Linked DNA regions of Mus musculus: all the other regions are linked to region 3. A link is a contact called in public HiCAR-type data. All regions are on one chromosome and are shown on one strand. Each heading gives the region's core, a stretch centred on a gene start, on an enhancer-like site or on the middle of the called end of the contact. The rest is flanking DNA. Distances are from core to core; before and after follow the strand shown. Region 1 holds the start of Zmym1 (zinc finger, MYM domain containing 1). Region 2 holds the start of Zmym4 (zinc finger, MYM-type 4). Region 3 holds the start of Zbtb8os (zinc finger and BTB domain containing 8 opposite strand).

Region 1 (4,331 bases), core at 901-3,400, 2.3 Mb before region 3:
AGAGGAGAGAAGACCGTCAACTGTGGAGCTTGAGAAATAGGAAGAAAACAGAATTTCCATGTACATAAAACAAGTATACACCTTTCATTTTAGAGGCTACTTCTGGATATGAAACCGAACTCACAATAGCATAATATTCAAAGGCAATTTTAGAAAACAGACTAACTTGGCTATTTGACTGATCAAAAACAAGTTATGATTCATACTATTACCATTGTATGAAAATGTGGAGTTTCTTTTCTCCTGAATTTTGGGTTGTTGGATTTGACAATGCTCTTTTAAAATAGAGAACTGAACATAATGTACAAAGTATACTCAAGGCAACTGGCCAACTCAACAGAAAATGGCAGATTAAGGGAGAGCCTGCTGGACCCTCCACATAACTGCCCTGAGCACCAAGCTATGGAGTGTTGTGTGAGCGAACACCAGGCTATGGTGTGCTGTGTGTGCTTCCTTCCCGTTTACCCAGGATTTCCCAATTAAAAAAGAAACATTTTAAGACTTACATTTAGGATTAGAAGGGTGATTCATTGGTTAAGGGCACTTTGTTGCTCTTACAGAGGACCTGGGTTCAGTTCCCAGCACCTGTAACTCCAGTTTCAAGAGATTTAACCCCAGCTTCTGGCCTCCTCCAGCTCTTGAATACATGTGGTGTGCTGAAATTCACATAGACGCATACACATATAATTAAGTAAAAGTTCTAACAGTTACATTAATTACCACTGGAAGTGTGCATGCTTGTAAGGGACTGTACTCATGATGCATGGCATGTGTGGAGAAGTCAGTCTTGGCCATTAATCTCAGGCTGGCAGGCTTGACTGCAAACACCTTTACTCACCAAGCCATTTTTCCGGGTTCTCAACATAGGAATTTTAAGTTGCATTTATTTATTTGTTTCGGGGTGGTAGAAACACACATATCAAGACAACCTATGGTAGTTCATTCTCTCCTCATACCATGTAGGGCCTGGCGATCAAACAGGTTATCGGATTTGGGGGCAAGAATCTTTACCCTCTGAGCCATCTCACTTGCCCTTTTCTTCTTCACAGAGTCTCCTTACATTTCAAAAAAAAAAAAAAAAAAATCCCAAAATAGGAGAGCTTGGAAGTCAGAGGAAGAAAGATCAGGAGTTCAAGGTAACTGTGAGCAACATGATAGCCAGTTTCAACCATCCCCAGAGCCAAAACAAACAAACAAACAAACAAACAAACAAATGTACAGTAATCTCTTACTATTGGTATGAGTTACCAGCAATGAACCACAGTCCAAATATGTTACTTGGGGGGCTGGCGAGATGGCTCAGTGGTTAAGAGCGCCGACTGCTCTTCCAAAGGTCCTGAGTTCAAATCCCAGCAACCACATGGTGGCTCACAACCATCCATAACGAAATCTGATGCCCTCTTATGGAGTATCTAAGGACAGCTACAGTGTACTTACATATAATAAATCTTAAAAAAAGAAAAGTTCCTTGGAAATATTTGGAAGTAACAATGTAACAAGTAACAATGTTCAAGGTCCTCTAACTAGCACTGTAGACTAAGAGATCCAATGGCCTCTGCCTCCCTGCCAGGATTAGAAAAATGGGCAGCCACCGCCAGCGCTAACCTGCAAATTTCACTCACAGAACTCTACAGATAAAACTATTTGCTTCTATCTCTCTCCAGCCCGATGTTTTTGTTTTTTGAATCCAGGTCTCATTAAGTAGCACTGATTGGCCTAGAACAGACTTTATAGAACAGCCTGGCTTCGAACTCAGAGAACCCCCTGCCACTCGTGTGATGGGATTAAAGGCAAGGGCCAACACACCCAATCTGTTTATGTCTGAAAAATACACTGCTTAATGGAAAGAGAGCCACAGGTGTAACGGAAGGCAGTTACAGAAAGAAGCCGCAAGAGACCAAACGCACCAAGCTCAGTCACCGCACAGAGGCCAGGACGCTAAGAAGCCTGGAGGCCGGGGGCACGACTCTCCTGACACTGTGGTCTTCCTACCTGTCGCGTCACCCTCCTCAGGACGGGAGAAATGCCGCCTCTCTCTGGAAAAGCGGGCCTGAGCGGCTCCACGAGGATGGCTGATCTGTCTCCAACTCAGCGGCGGGAAGCGCCCACTCGCATTTTGCCGTGCAAACAACCCCGCCGGCTCCGCCCCTCTCCCGGAGGCCTTTGCGGCTGAGCATGCGCACCGCGGTCCGCCTGGGGCGCGGAGGCGGGGGATGGACTAAGCAGGAGAGGTTGACGGGGCGGGTCAGGGGGGTTTAGTTTTAGGCTATCCTTAATGTCACCTTAGCTGCCCGTTTTTCGTTTTTTGTTTTGTTTTGTTTTTTGTTTTTTTTTGTTTTAAGACAGGGTCTCACTTATGTACCCCTGACTGTCCCGGAACTCACTATGCAGACCAAGCTGGTCTTGAACTTAGAGAGGTTCTCCTGACTCTGCCTCCCTAGTTCTGGTATTAAGGGAATATGTCATCACATGGGCATATTTGGGTCCTTAAAGGCAGGAGTGAGGGGGCACAGGCCTGTAAGATGAAGGTGTGTGGTTAAAAATTCAAAACCAACCTTATTTTACAAACGGAACAACAAAAGCTGGGGGATTGAGACAGAGCAACGAGATGACAGAGCCTATTAAGGAGTTTACCGCAAAGTCTGACTAGCAGGGTTCTGTCACTGGAATCCATTTAGTGGAAGAAGAGAACAGATACCTGCAAATTGCTCCTTGACCTCCGCAATGTGCACATAAACACAATAAATACATACATGCATACATAAATAAAATTAAGGGCTAATGCAACATTAGTGACTCAGATGTTGAGTTACAACTTTAAAAACATGGTTGTAAATAGTCTCAGAAAAAGAGGAATGAAAAAGTAGGGACAGATGGGTATAGCTAAAGAATTAAGGAGGGAGCAGATCATTTTGATTATTTCTAAGTTTTTTTGTTTTTTTTTTTTGGTTTTTCGAGATAGGGTTTCTCTATAGCCTTGACTGTCTTGGAACTCACTTTGTAGACCAGGCTGGCCTCGAACTCAGAAATCCACCTGCCTCTGCCTCCGGAGTGCTAGGATTAAAGGCGTGTGCCACCACGCCCGGCTTCTAAGTCTTAATAGTAAAGAAAAATATAAAGTTTAATGATCTATTCATCTTGTCTTTGACCATAACTTCCATCTATCTTTTCTCTCTCTTTCTTTCTTTCTTTCTTTCTTTCTTTCTTTCTTTCTTTCTTTCTTTCTTTCTCTCTCTCTCTCTCTCTCTCTCTCTCTCTCTCTCTCTTTCCTTCCTTCCTTCCTTTCTTTTCTTTTCTTTTTTTTTTTTTGAGACACTGTTTCTCTGTGTATCCCTGGTTGTCCTGGAACTCACTCTATAGACCAGGCTGGCCTCAAATTCAGAGATTCTCTGCCCTCCAAGACTGGCTCTCACCTCTTCCTTCCTTCCTTCCTTCCTTCCTTCCTTCCTTCCTTCCTTCCTCCCTCCCTCCCTTCCTTCCTTTGAGACAGAATCTCACTGTGTAGACAGGCCTAGAGCTCAGAGAGATTTGCCTGTTTCTGCCTTCTGAGAGCTTGGAATTAAAGGTATGTAGGAATTAAAGGTATGTACCACCATAGCCTTCACTTGCTCTACGCACTCTCCTCTCTCCCCCTCCCCCCTTCTCTCTCTCTCTCTCTTTTTTGTTTTTCGAGTCAGGATTTCTCTGTGTAGCCCTGGCTGTCCTGGAACTCACTCTGTAGACCAGGCTGGCCTTGAACTCAGAAATCCGCCTGCCTCTGCCTCCCTAATGCTGGGATTAAAGATGGGCACCACCACTCGCCGGCTTGTTTTGTTTTTTAAATGCTGGAGAGTCCTGTAAATAATCCAAATCAAAGTCATTGGTTCACCATGTTAAACTTTGGTGGCATCGGTACTTTGGTCTGTCATGGGTTCCCTTTCTGGGGTGAGAAGATGTGTGTGTTTTGTTTCCCCAGGAAAAGTTTTGTCACATGACAGCATCTTTTCCATTTCCCAAGACAAGTAGCTTTCTCAGTAGGGTTTATGAGCTCCCCAGTCCCAGGCTTTTAGGGTATTTTCAGGACCTGATGTAAGTTCTTTTCTGCAGAGTAGAGATCAAATCCAATCAGAAACATAGTTAACCCCATAACAGACTTGCTATCATGGTGGACTCATCTTCCCTGGCTGGTGGATTGGCCAAGCCCACTCAGTCAGTCAACAGGTTCTCCATCGGGGGAGTGAGGATTAAAAGGAAAAAAGACAGTTAGACAACATTGTAGCGTGACCCCAGTCAATTCTGAGACTGTAGGCAAATTTTTATTTTCCAACCCACTTTTTATACCACTTTAATTA
Region 2 (4,156 bases), core at 1,136-3,635, 2.4 Mb before region 3:
TCACTCAAGATAATGAAGATAGTTTACTACTAATCAGAAATTAGAAAACAATTCAGAATTTCAAAACATATGCATTCTATATCAGTACTTATTGTAAATGACCTGTTTGAACATACATTATATTAATACAGCTTAACCTGTTCAATGATAAATATATGAAGAGAGCCCAACATTTTGCAAACCTAAGACAACCAACATTACATTTTAATTATTAAAAATGCTAAAATGCAGTGTACTTAAAAGACTAATGGGGGCTGGTGAGATGGCTCAGTGGGTAAGAGCACCCGACTCCTCTTCCGAAGGTCCAGAGTTCAAATCCCAGCAACCACATGGTGGCTCACAACCATCTGTAAAGAGATCTGACTCCTTCTCCTGGAGTGTCTGAAGACAGCTACAGTATACTTACATATAATAAATAAATAAATCTTAAAAAAAAAAAAAAGACTAATGAATGACTGGGTAAAGAGATGGCTTGATGAAATAACTAGGTTTGGTAAACAAGAATCTGGGAAAACTGTCAATAGTAGAATCTAGGGGTTTGGGAATGCAGTAGCACCCTGAATCTAAACTGTATTTTTACTTTTATTGATGGTTATAAAGTTTTCTAATGACCTGTTAGAAACATCATTTACATTTTTAAAAAGAGAAACTCCTCAGGCTAGGAGTCTACCTCAGTGGTATAGGCTTGTCTATCAGATGTTAAGGCCCAGGATCCAATGACAGGACTAGAAGAATTAAAAAAAAAAAAAAACCTTAAATGCAACCAACACAAGCATTTGCAAACCTGTTTTCAAATCTCGGATCAAAACTCTGGACTTTGCAAACTTAATTATGTAAGATAGGAAATAAATCTACATTTCAGCCACAAATGGGCTGCATAGTTACTGTGAGGTTGAACTCTTCACAAAGCACTTCGTGCAATGTCAGGCACACAGTCAGCACTCAGGATGTTAACAGTATGCATCTTTGAATAGACATTTATGCTGAATGAAAAAGCATTTTTGGTTAAGATTCATGTTTTAAGCAGCTTGGTTTAACAACTAACTCATCATTTGGAGACCATTTCCAAAAGGAAAACTCCTGATAGGAAACTTAACAAACTTGATGCTTAACATGCTGGGTGAGGGGAAGTTTAAAAAAAAAGCCTTGAAAAACATTACTCAGTGGATAGTATTGTTCTCCATCTGAAGAAAATGAATCACAACTAAATTAAAAATAAAAAAAGTTTCAAGACAAACTTTTAAACGGCTTACAACTCCTGTGTAGACAAGGCTTTACCTAGGGCAGGCAAGGCTGGCTGGGTACATCCTAAGGACAAAACTTGTCACTCTTCCACGTTACTAACTGCAGGTAAAGAATGCTAGACTATAACACATCCGTGGCTATCAGAACACATTCCCCCAACTTCAAGACGACAACCCCACTTCTTCTAAGGTGAAGAGAGCACCATGTCCACTTTGGGGCTTGATAACGGTCAAGGGGGAGGGGAGTGGAGGCAGGAAGATGAATTGGCTCCGGGGTTCCCGCAGCACCCTCCCGGTTACTCCTCAGGAAACGACCAATCCTCCACGACTTCTTCCCGCCACCTCTACCCCCACCTGACCTCTCCCCAGAGAAACTTCCATAGACTCCCTTTTCCTCGAGGATGCAGAAGCGGAGTCTGACACCTTGCGTCTCCCAGGCTCCCCCCCCCCCCGAATACGCACCACCACCCACACGCCGGCAAAGGGAGGGGAGCCAAGCGGACCACGGCCCCCGCCCCTCCCCCTCCCCGCCGGCCACCGAGCTTTGTCCCACCTGCCGAGGGGACCCCGGTGCCGCCTCGGGCCGCCCCTCCCTCCGGCCGTCGACCACCGCGCCACCCGTGAGCTCCGGGCTGCTCGGGGCCGGCCGCGCCCCGCCCCCCGCCCGCCCGCCCGCCCGCCTGCCCGCAGCCCGCAGCCCGCAGACGGCCCGCGGCCTCACCTCACCTACCCTCTTTCGGGGGCCGGTCTCCACCTCCCGCTCCGCCATGTTGGGCCCCGCTCGGAACCGCGGCGGCTCCCGGCGCGGCGGCCGCGGCCCCTCTCGGCCCCCGCCCACACTGCAGACACCGGCGCTTCACCCGCTGCGGTTCGGTCCCCCTCGGCCCCCGCCGGGCCTGGCGCGGGAGTGACGAGGGGGGCGGAGGCCCGCGCGCTTAGCCGCAGCTCCTGGGGTCCCACGGGCGGGCGCGTGGGCGCAAGGGCCTGCCGGGGCAGGGGGGCCGGGACTCGGGGGGTTAATGGCCTCCAAGGGGCCCCGTGAGGAGGATTATTTTCTCTCAGAGAAATTCCTCCGCCAGTGGTTTTCTTAAAGGGATCTCCAAACCAGCCCCTTGCGCGCGCCCCTGATGCGCAGGCGCGCCACAAGCCCCTCCTCCCTTTCCCACCAAGCCCCCGGTCCTGAGCGTGCGCGGTGAGTGGCCCAGGCTAGGCCTAATCCTGTTAGTCTCTTTGCTGCCAGCAGCTGCTCCCACCACTCAACTATGGCCGCTCCCTTAAAGGGACCATGACGAAGGGATGATGTCAGAATGAAAGATCTTAATGGAAGGACTATCTGGTGAAATGTCAGTGAGGGGTTCACATCACCACCCTACACCTGACTACAGAGATATTGCCAAAAGGAGAGAACCCTGATGAGCCAAAGTTCTCAGTGACCCTATGAACATGAAGAATCCCAACCAAGAAGAAAACAAGACTGTTATCTGAAGGAGAAACCAACAGCTTGTCAAGTAAAGGGCGTCGACTCTCAAGGAACAACTTCCAACCTTAAAACCAGATCCACTGGTAGTGTTGAAGGCAGAACCAATAACTGAAGACAATTTCCTCAATACCTGCTTGCCATTAGAATACTAAAATGAAAAAGGATCTTAGAAACCATCTACTCCATTGCTTTCAAAGTTAACATTGCCAGTATGGTCATTTGAAATAAATTAATTTACCTCAAGATATCGAGTGGCTGGTGAGGAGCTAGAACACAGTCTGGAATTGCATTCCTCCAGGATTCTGAACACACAAAACTGTCGTCAAGGCAAAAGAACATAAAATGTCAAGAGTCTTGATAGTTCAAGAACATGGCTGCTCTCCTGAGAAGTTTCATGGTGATGACCTGCAACTGCTGTGTGCCATCATTTGCCTCCACTGAAGGAATTTGAGGGTCTGACTTAAAGAATAGGAGCTTGAACTGTCAAGGCAGGAAATCCAAGGGTAGGCACTATCTTCCCTGAAGCACAACGAAGCCAAAGATAATGAGAGCTGAAGTCCCCTCTTGGATTCTTAATGAAGACATAGGCACAACAGACAGACATATAGTAAAAAATACAAGGAAATTAGTTTAGGTTGGTTGGAGTTGGGTTGGTTGGAGTTGGATTGGTTGGAGTTGGGTTGGTTGGAGCTAGGTTGCTATGTAACCCAGAGTGGCCTGAAACTGCTGGTCTTCCTGCCTTGACCAAGTGCTTGGACTGCTGGTATACTAGGAAATCCCCAAAGAACTAATTAAAAAAAATGTTTAAGTCTCTGAAGAGTTGTTATTCTCCATGGCAATACAAGGGGACCCAGAGCTCCTCTGCTCACAGGGTGAAAGTTGCTCTACAGCTGTACTTCTGTGTGTAAGTCAGTAGCTCTTTGAACCCAGGAACATTGGCTGAACACTGAAATGGCTGAAAGTTTCCATGCTGGTCCTTGATTCTCCCTTGGGCCTGTTATCTTTTGTTTCACTTATGGGTAGAACAAAAAGAAACATGTTCACTTCTGCCAGATAATGTTTTTTTTTTCATATCCTAGACTCTTTCCTTACATGTCCAAAGCAAAAAACAAATAGAAAGGTTAAGAAAATATGTTTTCAGGGATTGTAGTTAAATATAAGACTGGATGGTTTCCACCTTTTTATGGGCTGTAGACTACTCCCTTCTAATAAAATCCAACAGCTTAAAAGTGGAACTTCTGAAGGGAACAGTTGAAAATAGATACCAGCCTGGTCTGCATAGATTGTCTAAAGTAAGAAAAGGGGAAAAAAATCAGGGGCTGGAGAGACGGCTCAGCGGCTAAGAGCACTTACTGCGCTTCCAGAGGCCCTGAATTCGATTCCCAGCAACCACATGGTGGCTCATAACCATCTGTAATGGGATCTGATGCCC
Region 3 (4,366 bases), core at 211-2,710:
TGGAAGCCACTGGGCAGTTAAGCTGGGCCACTCCAGGGCATGGGTCATCACCAAATCATAAAGAAAAGGGGTGTTCTTCTTCCATATTTTGTACTCCTCGTTGATCACCCGTTCTTCCACTGCGTCGTCAAAGGCCGCTAAAATGTTTTTAAAAGACAAATCAAGTTAGCGAACGTAAACGGAAAGGGCACAAACCTCTCCAAGCCACCGGCGTAGCGCCCGGATTTTGACAACGAAATGGAGATTCATCTTAATCTCCCAGGTCGCGGGCACCAACGCCACTCTCGGCCGCGGCGGGCCGGAAGTCCTGGGGCCACCCCAGCCGGACACTCCGTTACTCCTTCGGGGGCCGATGGTGTCCAACCCCGAACGAAGCACGGTGGCGCGCGCCAAGTCCGCCAAACCCGGGGAGGAGACCTGCGCATCGAGCCTGGGGATGGAGAGCGGCGCCCCGAGTCTCGGCAGGCAGAGGGACCGGCAGGGAGCCTCGTAGTCGCCTAGGCCGGAGACCTGGCGTCGCCTCGCATCCGCTCCGGAGGAGCTGCTGCGCCGTTAGCCCGCCCCGCCGGGGAGCTCAGTCCTCAGGCCGGCGTCGCTGGGACGAGGCTCGCCAGAGTCGGGCCTGCTCTCCGTCTCAGGCCGCGTAACAGGCCACGACACAGCCCTACAAGCCAGCACCGTCCCTTCCGAGCCGGCCTCGGCACACTCACCTTCCTTGTCAGCCATGGCGGCAGGAGAGCCGGGAGGGGTTGGGGGATCCCGGGGTCGTGCGTTGCAGGAGGGGCGGGGAGGCTACGAGCGCTCCACTCCGCGCGCGCGGCCTCTATTGTTTCCTGCGGCCCGTGCGTAGGGGGCCGGCTCGCGTGCCTTCGCGCCAACACCGACCAATGAGAAAGCGCGGGTCTGAGGGGTGGGCGGAGCATCCGCCTCGCGGCCTATGGAGACGCTCGAGAGTCGTTTTCTCCAGAGTCCCGAGGCGCGCGCGCTCCGCCCCTTCTCTCTCCCCCACCCCCCACCACAGTCCGGAGACTTCCACGGATTGCGCGCGCGCCCCGCCTGCCGGGATGAGGCCCGTGCAGATCACGTGACATACACCCTACACGCTCATGCGCAGCCATCTTCTTAGCAGGCCGTTATGCTGACAACTCCCTCAGGGTAGCGAAAGAATTTGGAAGTGTTTCCGGGTCTGGTTAGCAACTCGGAGGGCCAGACGAGGAGAAAACGCATCACCGTTTAGACTTACAGGTGCCTAATTCAAGGTGGCGTCTTTTAACTGACTCCCTCGGTACTAATAGTGATGAGTGCAGGAAATAAGATGCTGGTCTCTAAAACATGTTATAAAAGCGGCAGGACCGAGCCTGGCAGCCCGGCAGCCCGGCAGCCGCAAGCGGGTATATCCTTCCGCGAGCTTGCAGAATGGAGTCCTGGTCCTTTTAGACCCGCTGCCAAGGGGGTGGGGTGTAGAGCGGAAGTTATGGCGCGGGGCCGAAGTCTGGCTGATGAAGGGCGGAAGTAAGAGTACCAACTCCGCAATCATGGCTCAAGAGGAGGAAGATGTTAGAGATTACAATTTGACGGAGGAACAGAAGGCGACCAAGGACAAGTATCCTCCAGTCAATCGAAAATATGAATGTGAGTAGGTGGCCCACATCTCTTGCATTCGGACAACCTGCGGCTTCCTGCTTCGCCCACTTCTTTGCCCTAAAGGTGCTCTGGCGTGATCACAGTGTGCCCCTCTTTGGACCCAATTTAGGGGGAAAGTGAAGAAAAAGATCACCTTACTAGAGAATGAAGAAACCCGAGGCCGTATCCCCTGCCCCCATCCATTCTAAAAGTCCATGTGTGCCTGAATCACACTTACCTTTGGGGATAGAGTTAAATGGTGTGGCGCTGGTCCAACATTTATCATTGTAAATTATACTTGTGCATTAGTTGTATTTTTAAGTGATTTCTGGGTTGTCCTCGAGTTTCTCCCAGTAGGGAATAGTGTGACCAGGTTAGAGTAATCAAGACATACCTTTTTCTGTGCGTGCGTGCGTGCGTACGTGTGTGTCCACAGCCCAAGATTGGATCTTATTACGTACTGCAACTTTTGCATCACGTTAAATTTTTTTGAAAGATAAAAATTTAGCCGGGGGCTGGTGAGATGACTCAGTGGGTAAGAGCACCCGACTGCTCTTCCGAAGGTCAGGAGTTCAAATCCCAGCAACCACATGGTGGCTCACAACAAGATCTGACTCCCTCTTCTGGAGTGTCTGAGGACAGCTACAGTGTATTTACATATAATAAATAAATAAATATTTAAAAAAAAAATTTAGCCGGGTAGTGGTGGCGCACGCCTTTAATCCCAGCACTTGGGAGGCAGAGGCAGGCGGATTTCTAAGTTCGAGGCCAGCCTGGTCTGCATAGTGAGTTCCAGGACAGCTAGAGCTACAGAGTAAGGCCCTGTCTCAGAAATAAAGAAATTTCTTATGTCTTTAATGGACATCCTAGACTAGTAGTCTACCCCTGAGCTATAATGGCTTCTGCCCTACAGTAGTCTTTGAGTATAGGGTTCCTGAGATTAAAAAATTTGAGAACCACCCTATATAGCAATGTATCATCTTTTTTAAAAAGTTGAAAGAATTGAGTATAATTTACCTATGCCCCAGTAAAGTGTTAAGTACTTTCCTTTTTGTGTGTGTGACAGGATTTCACTCTAACCCTCACTGACCTGGAACTCACTAGGTGATTCCCTGGTGCTGGAATCACAGACATGGTCCACCACACCTGGCCCAGATTATTATTGTTGCTAAACAGATCTCCCGGTGTAAGCAGCCCTAGTTTCCAGATAGACCAGTTCTGCCATCTTAGAAAGCTTCCTCAGTTCCTTTCCAGCCTCCTATCCCTGAAGCCACCATTGTTATAGTTTGGATTTCTGGAGTAGAGTTTTCTGTGTTAGAGATTCACATAAGTGGACTCATGCTCTTGGTTCCTTTATGTGTAGCTCATTTATCCCAGTCAAAGGTCACACAGGTAGACACAAGTCGAAGTGAGTATGGTTAAGTACAGGCGCCGTAAGAGCTGAGAGTCATTCCAGTTCACATAGAGACTGTTCTACATGGAGAATGAGGGGGGACAGAGCAAGGGCTCCTACAGTCAGGGGAGGGACAGAGTACAAAGGGCTAGTCACTGTAGTCACTGGCCAAGGCCACTTATGCCTGCTCCCTGCCACTTTTAGAAGCTTGAGTCCTGGCCTCCCACAGACTAGAGACAAGAGGCCCGGGTTGTGGGGATGATAACATTTCAAAGAACAGGTCTTTAGGGAAGATTGTTCAGATCTGGAAGGGATACAGAGTCACAGTTTTAAGGCTTTTTGGTACTTGCTGTAAAATAGGGAGATTCAGAGCCTCTTATCAAGCATTGGCTAGAACAAAGAGAGAATTCTACAGCCTTCATCAGGCTTTCCTCAGGCAAGCATTTTAATGAAGGCTTCTGCTCTCTCCTAAAGATGTGGCCCGATGCTATTAGAAGCCATGCTAGAGTTTGCTTAACTACAGTGTTTTGATGCAGGCATTATACTAAGAGTTCTGCAGATTTATAATAATGCTTATATCAGTTATTTATTTTGTTGTAGCAGGGAAAACACTCTGCCAGTGACCTCCATTCCTAGCTCCCTCCTCCTTTTAAAATTAGTTTCATTGGGGTTTGTGGTATTTTTAAGCATGGCGTTCTATGTACCTCAACACGTGAGCTCAATACATATATCAGATTGGCCTCAAACTTGTGGTCCCCCTGTCTAAGTCTACTGAAAACCTTAGTTGCACTACCAGGTCTACCAGCTTTACTGTTCTCTATGGACTCCAGGCCTCTCTCTCTCCCTCCCTCCCTCCCTTCTTTCATCTCTTTGCTTTACTTTGTGTTTCATGCTCACTATAACATCAAGAACATAGCACACATTAGGCAAGTACTCTATCACTGAGCCACATCCCCAAGCAGCATTCAGGGCTTCTGTTAAGTGACCTCTGAGAATACCTGCTAGTGGGGAGAATTGCTGGTTGCTGTGGCACACATGCTTAATCCTGGAGCTCTGGAGACAGAGGCAAGACAATCTATTCCAGGCTGGTCTACATAGAGAATTGCAGGCCAGCCAGGACTACAGCCATAGACCCCATCTCAAAGCAAAACAAGTGAAAAGAATTGATGTAAACCATGGACAGGCAACAGACAGACGGAAAAGGAGGAGACGCAGTCGGGCATGTAGTAGAGCTGTTGTGGTCTGTCCGTCCTGTAGGAACGCTCATTGTACATCCTGTGCAATTGGCTTTCCTGAACTATTTTGTGTTCAGAATTCAACTAGTTAGTCAGGAAAAGTAACTGATGATCG

What was found. HiCAR-type assays count read pairs that join an accessible place to other places.
Region 1: a HiCAR-type map of astrocytes shows a contact between it and region 3, with 4 times the contacts expected there. The contact joins the promoter of Zmym1 here to the promoter of Zbtb8os in region 3. A contact is called at or near these places in 2 of 39 promoter capture datasets (hippocampal neurons and pre-B cells), 1 of 484 Hi-C or Micro-C datasets (B cells) and 3 of 115 datasets of contacts at active chromatin or transcription factors (astrocytes, embryonic forebrain and large pre-B cells).
Region 2: a HiCAR-type map of astrocytes shows a contact between it and region 3, with 4 times the contacts expected there. The contact joins the promoter of Zmym4 here to the promoter of Zbtb8os in region 3.

The regions. Positions count from the first base shown.
Region 1 is chr4:127,059,004-127,063,334 of GRCm38.p6, forward strand. It overlaps Zmym1 (zinc finger, MYM domain containing 1), which reads right to left and starts at 2,151. Exons shown (of 8, transcript NM_026670.5): 1 at 1,993-2,151; 2 at 507-656; 3 at 1-28.
Region 2 is chr4:126,965,842-126,969,997 of GRCm38.p6, forward strand. It overlaps Zmym4 (zinc finger, MYM-type 4), which reads right to left and starts at 2,386. Exons shown (of 30, transcript NM_001114399.2): 1 at 1,975-2,386. The coding sequence starts at 2,013.
Region 3 is chr4:129,334,508-129,338,873 of GRCm38.p6, forward strand. Zbtb8os (zinc finger and BTB domain containing 8 opposite strand) reads left to right here and starts at 1,461. Exons shown (of 7, transcript NM_025970.4): 1 at 1,461-1,632. The coding sequence starts at 1,536. Rbbp4 (retinoblastoma binding protein 4, chromatin remodeling factor) reads right to left here and starts at 863. Exons shown (of 12, transcript NM_009030.3): 1 at 711-863; 2 at 1-137. The coding sequence starts at 726.